Regions from separate parts of the Mus musculus genome. Here region 2 is linked to region 1. Evidence: chromatin contacts called from public promoter capture Hi-C data. All regions are on one chromosome and are shown on one strand. The core of a region is the stretch at or near the end of the contact, and the rest is flanking DNA. Distances in the headings are between cores, read along the strand shown.

What was found. Promoter capture Hi-C pulls out the DNA fragments that hold promoters and counts their contacts.
Region 2: a promoter capture Hi-C map of pre-B cells shows a contact between it and region 1. The contact joins the promoter of Pramel12 here to the promoter of Ppie in region 1. A contact is called at or near these places in 2 of 39 promoter capture datasets (liver and pre-B cells) and 1 of 9 other capture datasets (adipose tissue).

What each region holds. Positions count from the first base shown.
Region 1 is chr4:123,137,862-123,142,126 of GRCm38.p6, forward strand. It overlaps Ppie (peptidylprolyl isomerase E (cyclophilin E)), which reads right to left and starts at 2,090. Exons shown (of 10, transcript NM_019489.6): 1 at 2,041-2,090; 2 at 1,005-1,103. The coding sequence starts at 2,071.
Region 2 is chr4:143,409,969-143,414,233 of GRCm38.p6, forward strand. It overlaps Pramel12 (PRAME like 12), which reads left to right and starts at 2,458. Exons shown (of 5, transcript NM_172877.3): 1 at 2,458-3,123.

The sequences.
Region 1 (4,265 bases), core at 840-3,339:
GTGGCTTACAATCATCCCTAATGAGATCTGACACCCTCTTCTGGTGCATCTGAAGACAGCTACAGATATAATAGATATAATAATAAATGAATCCTTTTTTTTTTTAAAGCTACATATTGAACTTCAACTTCTCATGAAGTGTAAACTGGCAAGGTAAGTTATTTAGCAAATCAACTATTTATCCAAATCTACAATTTGATTCCAGGTGCCACAGCACACACCTGTAATGCTAACTACTTAGGAAGCTAAGACAGAAGGATCATCAGTTTGGAGGCCAGCCCGGACAACACAGTTAAATCATTTTGAAATAGAAACAAAACAAAAACAAATACAGGCCAAAAAAAAAAAAAAGCCATCAACCAAATATATAATCTGATCAACTACAGATAAATTCTAAAACCTGTAAGGAGATTCAGTTTTATCCTGAGACAAATTCTGAGCTAAGAAAAAGCCCCCACACAACAGTGCCAACTAGAAAGTCAGTAGAACATTTCTTGCATATGTTTCTGCTGTAGCCCAGACTGACCTTAAACTCTATCCTCCCGCTGCAGCCTCTGAATTGCTAGGTTTACAGGCATGTGCCACCGTGGCCATCAACTACTCTACTGGTTTTTAGGGGGTGGGGAGATTCCCCAGACTCAGAGTTTAAAGATCTTGCTATTCCCACCCTGTCTCTCTCCTCTCTGCCCCTCTGCCTCTCTGTGTGTGTCTCTGCCCCTCTGCCTCTCTGTGTGTGTCTCTGTGTGTGTCTCTGCCCCTCTGCCTCTCTGTGTGTGTCTCTGTGTGTGTCTCTGCCCCTCTGCCCCTCTGTGTGTGTCTCTGTGTGTGTCTCTGCCCCTCTGTGTGTGTCTCTGTGTGATTAGTGCTGGGAACTGAAACCAAAGCCTCATATGGTGGGCAAGAATTCTACTAGAACTTAAGAATGTAAATTTAGAACTGGAATGTGACTTTAATTCTTTCCCTATCGGAGGGTAATGAGCGTTAAAGACACTCAAATGACCCACCTGTTTCATAGTCCAGAGGAATTTGAATATCTGTGATGTCTCCAAAGGGGATAAATGCAGCATGAAGAACCTTGTCGTCCACCTCTTCTGCCAGCCCGCCTGCAAATGAGCCAAGGACCTTCTGAGCCGCTGTCCTACACACTCAGAGGTCCCTGCACACCAGGGACTTTGCCTGTCACTGGTATGACAGGCAAAGGGAGGGATCTTTCCATCCAGTCCTTTGTCTACACAAACATCTCTCTCTACAGCCTACCCACACTACTTTCCTTTCTTCAATCTCCTTTTAAACAGTTCTGATTCGATCTCCAACTCTTGTGAAAGCTTTGTAACTGACCTCTCTGCCTCAATTCCTTCCTCCAACCGCCCCCCCCCAACCAAATATAAGTGGAAATGAATCCATCGGTTCTCTTAGACTTCAAAGTCTTAAATGTCACTGTCCTCAAGATAAAGTGAGAGCTCCTTGGTAGTGTACACAGGGTTATCATCCGACTCTCGCCGATCTCTCTTGTATCTTCCATTTTGTTTTCCCCAATTTCCCTGAGTTTCTCGAAAAATGACCCAGCTGCCCCTAGGCGCCAGGCTCTTTTACGCCTTTGAGCTTCGGCTCCGGTGCAGCGAACAGCTTTGCCTCTACTCTGACTCTTTGCCCAACTCCTGCTCAACTTCTGCGTCCCGGCAACAGAAAGTTTGCCCTCACCCAAGTTCCTGTCATCATTGTTAGTCCCTATTACAACGCTAGGGTGTGTAGGTTATTTCCCACTTTCTCCTAGATAGTCTGGTAACTCCTCCTTTAGGGCAGAGATCCAGCCATTCCGCACTGAATGTTTGTAAAACGAATGGGCGGGAGGGATTTGGAAGCCCAAAATTCTTGTCACTCGTCGGGGTTCCTGTGCGCTTAGTGGACTAGGAAGGTCGCCGGAATTGTCCTTCCATCTCGGGCTCACACCCTCAGGCCCAGCAAGCCCTCCATAGACCCCGGCTGCTTTCCCCCTTTCCCACATTGCTCAGACTAAGTCTAGCTCCCGCGCCTGCTCACCCACGTACAGCACACGCTTGGTGGTGGCCATCTTGCTCGCGCCCGTTTCCGCCGGAAGCCGGCACTCGGCCGGCCCCCTCGCCGTCGCCCCTCCCCTTAGGTCGGGGCGGGTCTTTGTGCGGCTGCAGGCTCCGCCCCTTCTTGGCTGTAGCTCCCAGAGCTGGAAGGAAACAAACCTTGGTCTGATCAACCTAGATATTAACGGCAATTGAACCATTACCAACACACTATGGTCCGGGCTGTCCAGGCAGCTGTTTTTGGCCAATTCGGGAGCCAAGAACGGTTTTTACACTTTGAACCGGGGTGAGGCGAAGGATCGACAATATTTCTTGAGAGATGAAAATTATATGAAATTAAAATTTCAATATCACGAAGTTTAATTGTTAGAGTATAGCCACATCCGTTCCTTTTCTATTGTCTGGCTGCTTTCATGTTACAAAGGGAAGAGACCTGTTCCTCCCACGGCCATTGATATTTTACCATCTGGCCCTTTGGGCAAAGTGTTTGCTATACTCTTGTTCTAACGTAATATTTAAATTTATAGGTTCTCAATAGCAGTACAAAACAGTAGGATCACATTTGTTTGCTTGTTAGAGTATCCCACTATGCCTTCCAGATCTCAGCCTCCCCAGTGCTGAAATCCCAATTGAATACCACCAACCTACCTCAAATAGAAATTTAACAAGTTTTATTTTATGTATTTATTTTGAGACTGGATCTTCCTATGTAGTCCTGAATATCTTGGAATTCACTATGTAAACCAGGCTGACCTTGAACTTACAGAGATCTCTTCCTGAGGGTTGGGACTAAAAGCATATACCACCACAGGAAGCTTTGCTGTATTGTTAAAGGGCTCTAGCAGGCCCAAGCTTGGTAAGCACAGGTGTGGCAGGCCTTGTCCTTCTCCCCATTCCCTCTGCCTTGCTAATAAACAAACAAACAAACAGGGTTATATTCCTAAAGCTAGCCGTAGGCCAAATAAGGTCTATTCCCTTATTTGGCCTCCTCCTGAGGATGATCACCAAGGTCCAGCTATCAAAGTATTAAAGTTCAACAATTGTATTAGTCAGGGTTCTCTAGAGTCACAGAACTGTGGGTAGTCTCTATATAGTAAAGGAATTTAATCTTAATCTTTGATCTCCCTGTCTTAATCTTCTGAAATCCATAGCCACTATGCCTCAAGATCTCCATACTGAGATCCAGGTCAGAAACTTCTATCTCTCAGCCTCCAGATTAGGGTCACTGATGAGCCTTCCAATTCTGGATTGTAGTTCATTCCAGATATAGTCAAGTTGACAACCAGAAATAGCCACTACAACAGTCAAATCCCCCCTTGGCCTACCCTAATTAATACGGTCAACCAAAACATGACCACCACATCCTAGCCATTCTATCACAGATTCCCCTCTTTTTCCTCTTAAAAAAACATCACACCCACAAGGTCATTTGCTGCTGCTGTCTGCCTGAGCGGAGAACAGTCACTTTCCCCTGCTCAGTAAAGGATCTCTCTATGGAAATAGGTGTTTGAGTGTGGTTTGTGCCTAACCCAGTGTTCAAGAGGGAACACTGTGTGCGGGTCCCTTCAGTTACGGTGCTGGAGATCAGACGTAGAGCTGAAGACCATTCCTCGGCAAATATTCTACCACTGATCCATATCCTCAGCTACTGTAGGCAGAGCATTTAGATTTTCCTGAGGTAACTTTTATAAACTTTGTTATTCAAATGTGTGTGTATACGCATACTTGTGGAAGCCAGAGGACAACTTGATGGAGTAGATTCTCTCCTCCTACCAGATCAGGTCCCAGGTTTGCAAGGCAAGCGCTGTTACCAGCTGAGCCACCTCACAGCCCCTTGAGGAGACTTTTAAGATGGAAGCTGAGCTGAGAGGCAGGAGCATAATGAGGTGGAAATGGAGGACACATGTTCAGGCAGGAGAGATGGGTAGAGGCCACCTCATGTCAGGGCCTGCAAGCTTTGTGAAAAACTTGGGGATTTTGAGAAGCTATCATGGGGTGATAGCAAGGAAGTTACATGGTCACATTTACACTGATCTTTTCCCACTTTTTAATTTTTGATATTATATTTTAAATATAACATTTTTCTCCTTTCCTCCCCCAAAGCCCTCCCGTAATCCTTTTCCCACTATCCTTCAAATGTATGGCCTCTTTTTTTTTTTAAGTCAATTGTTACTACATGCCAACTATATATTTATATATACATATATG
Region 2 (4,265 bases), core at 1,208-3,707, about 20 Mb after region 1:
CTGCCTCAACTCCTGCTTGCTCCAGCCCAAAGATTTATTTTTATTCTATGTAAGTACAGTGTAGCTGTCTTCAGACACACCAGAAGAGGGCATCGGATCCCATTACAGACGGTTGTGAGCCACCATGTGGTTGCTGGAATTTGAACTCAGGACTTTCAGAAGAGCAGTCATTGCTCTTAACCACTGAGCCATCTCTCCAGTCCCCTGCCTCAACTCTTAAACGGCAAGGACAACAGAAGCAAGACAAGCAGCTTGAGTATGAGAAAGGCCTGGTCTATATAGAAAATTCTAGGCCCATGAAGGTTACAGGGTGTGACCTGTGTCTCATCTAAAAAGAAATCTGGGTGTGGTGGTACATGACATAAGTTCCAGCACCTAGTGGGGATAGGCAGGCAGGCAGATCTCTGTGAGTATTCTTTTCTTTTTTTCTTTAAGATTTATTTATATATGCAAGTACACTGTAGCTGTCTTCAGACACATCAGAAGAGGGCATCAGATCCCATTATAGATGGTTGTGAGCCACCATGTGATCGCTGGAATTTGAACTCAGGACCTTCAGAAGAGCAGTCAGTGCTCTTAACCACTGAGCCATCTCTCCAGCTCCTCTGTGAGTTTTCAAAGTCAGTACACAGTGAGCTCCAGAACAGGCAGGATTATGTAAAGAGACTCTATATTAAAACAAAGCAAAACAAACAAACAAACAAAACCAAAACTTTCAGGTGCTACCAACCACACTGCCAGAGAGGTACTGCCTTTCTCTACTGTGTGCTTGCTCTCTGATATCCCAGGCTGCCACAGCTCCTAACTCCAGAGCTTCTAGGTTATTATCACCTAAGCCCTCAGGTCTGATGGCAAGATACCCTGTGGCACTGAGGTCCTGCTTCCAGTGTTAGCTGTTTACTAGAAACTGAGTTTTAGTATGTTGTCCAGGCTAGACCCAAAACTTGTAGCAAGCTTTCTTCAGCCTCCTGAGTGCTGAGATATAAGCTTGAGCTATCACTCTGGCTTTACCTTCCTTTTCATTTTTTAAAAAAAAGTATGTGTATTTTCTGTATGTCTGTGGGTGTATGTGGAGGTCAGAGGGCAAGCCCAAGAGTCAGTTTTCTTCTTCCAGCACTTAAGTGTGTGACTGAACCCAATAGTCTAGTGCTGTGGCAGGTCTCCTTACCTATGAGCCATTTCACCCACCCCACAGCCCCCACTCTCTATTGCATGTTCTCTAGCCAGTGTGCTGGCTGACACTTTCTGAAGCATCTTCTACCTTCTGGAAAACCTAATGTGGAAAACCTTTGTTCTCAAAGGCAAGTTTCTTCATCGTTTGAGAGTAAGGGTCTATATAGCCTGGGCCGGCAATGAAGCTTGGGGAAAAATGACTTTGAACTGATCCTCCTAACTCTTAACTTTTTAGTTCTGAGATTACAAGTATGCCCCACAGTGTCTGTCTGGTGCATGCAGTGCTTGCTGGACAGTGCACCTTTGAGAATACTGGGCAGCAACTGTTCTATAAACTGAGCTTTCTTCCCAGGCCACTTACTGCAGTATTAATGGGAACATCTTCCTGCCTTCTGAGAAGATGCCACAGCAGATGACTGGTAGAGAGCATCCAGCTCAGGCCCTGATCCAGAACATATTCGTAACTTTGCCAATAATAATATCAGCTTTAAGAAATGTCTATTCGTCAGGCACAGATTAAAACTCCTATCCCCAGTGACTCATACTTAGAACTAAGTGGGCCACAAATGAATACAATTCCGCCAGGTATGTTGGCTCACAACTTCCTCTTGGCTCAACCCCAGAGGAAGGTGGAGACTGGAGACTGGCTAAGAGTTGGAGTTCCAAATCAACCTTAGGTACTGAGCAAGATTCCACCTCTGAAACTCTAAGTCTCAAATAAATGGCTGAGGTGCCTATTTAACATATCAATGTGGACCAGGCTGCCACGTTCTCCCAGTACCCCTTGTTACAGGGTATGGCTGGCACACTCCACCTTCTACCCCAAATTCTCCAGCTTGTGTTGCCCTTCTCTATATAACCCAGCCATTTTAGTTACCTGCCCCCTTTTTACCTTTTGGCCACAGCACCCGGGTCTTATGGCTCAGGGGTTATGTCCACTCTGAACTCCCCCAGCTGTCTGCCTATGCTTCCCTTTTCCCCTACAATAAACCTCCTCCTCCACCATACTTAGAAGCAGCCATGTCCTTAGTTTATTATTTTTTCATTCATGAAAGAAATGCAGAACCAAGTGAATTAACAAGAAAATAAATAAGTAAAGCAAATACAGAAAACAAATTGAATGAAGTGAATTAACGCATCGGCTTTTGACTTTCACGGAATCTCAGTTTTTTTTTTTAAATTATTATTTTTTGAGTCAGAGTTTCACTATGTAGTCCTGGCTGTATTGGAGCTCTACGTAGAGCAGGCTGCTCCGGACGTCACAGGGATCCGCCTGAATCGCTCACAGGAGTTCTGGGATTAAGGGCGTGAACCGCTTCCGCGGCTTTCAGGATTTTTTTCCCTCATCTCCGTGAATTTGGCTTTACCTCCCCAGAGATCCGCCTGCATCTGCCTCTCCGCGGATGTGCGCGGTTTTCCCGGCTGTTTTTTTCTTTCTTTCTTTTTTTTTTTTCCTTTTCCACGGAGACTATGTTGTCAATCAATACAGAAACAGAAAACGCCCAGACGTGGCGGAAACTCAGTCATCCAATCAGAGGACGGCTTGTGGTTGACAGGCGGGACTACAAACCGGAAATGTGAGACAGAATACGCGGACCGAGCCGGGGGAGGGGCGACCAAAAAGAAAACAAAAAACAAAAAACAAACCGCCGAAAAACAAAAAAATAAAAACCGCTTCAGGCCGGAAGTATAAAACGGAACCCGGAAGTGTGGGACCGGATACGGCTAAAACACTTCAGGCCGGAAGTGCGAGACAGATACGGATGAAAACGCTGCAGGCCGGAAGTGCGAGACGGATGAAAACGCCTCAGGCCGGAAGTTTGAAGTGAAGATGGCTATAAAAGCTTTAGAGAAGCTCGGGAAGACACTCACCAGCACTTGGAGTCCGAGCTTGGACTGACTGCCTGGGCCTGCTGGGATTCTGAGTTCTGCCATCAGTTCTTGTTTCTGGTAAGTCAGTCACCTCCAGAAGGGCACAGTTTTGATTGAGGGCCACTTGACCCAAGATGCCAAAGGAACTCTGATTTCTTCTCTTCCCAGGAACAGATCGCAGGCATTGAGTTTACTAATAGTGATGGTTGCCATCATCTTCGACCTTAATTTGCTGGTTTCATTTATTATTTTATTTTATTTGAGGCATGACCTTACTTTGCTGCCCAGGCCCACCTAGAACGCAGATCAGCCAAGAGTGCTTTTAAATTACCTGGCAGTTCTGCATCTGCCTCCCCAAGCTGGAACTACAAGCTGAAAGTTAATGGAATATCTAGAATTATACCTTGGTTTGTGTCAAGTTAAATTTTTTCTTTGTTTTTTGTTTTTGTTTTTGTTTTTTTAGATGGGGCCTTAGTCTAGCTCAGGTTGGCTTCAGACTGCCTCACCCCTCTGAATGTTGAATTAATGATTCAATATTTAAGGCTTATTTTAATTTTTCTTTTTAGAGACAGAGTCACATGCAGAATATGGTAGAATTCACATGTAGTCTCATCATATCTGACTTCACATTTTAAAATTTTCATTTCATTTTATTTTGAAGACATAGTCTTATCTGATCCTTTTAATTCCATCTTCTTAGAGTTTGGATTTTATTCATTTACATTCTTACTTTTTTTTTTTTTTTTTTTTTTTAGGCAGAGTTTCTCTGTAGCCCTGGGTGACCTGGAATGCACAGAGATCCATTTGCATCTGCTTCTTGAGTATTTGGTTTTAAGGCTTTGGTTTTAAGGCATGCACTACCATGTCTAGCTAGTGTTGCCCACTGACTTTAAAATTTCTTAAAGACAGAGTCTCGTTAAGCTTGGGCTGGTCTCAGTTGAACCCCTGACCTTCTAACTCTACATTTGATTGATTAGCTTGAAATTCCTTAAATTTTACAAAAGTTAATGTTTTGAAATTTGAGATCTAAATTGAGATTTGTTTTCTTTCTTTCACTTTTTGTTTTTGTTTTTTTTTTTTAAATTTTTCAGAGACAGGGTTTCTTTTGTACCCCCTGCTGTCCTGGAACTAGCATTGAAGACCAGGCTGGCCTCAAACTCACAGAGACCTGCCTGCCTCTGCTGCTTCCTTGGCGTTGGGATTGAAGAGGTTTTATGGCA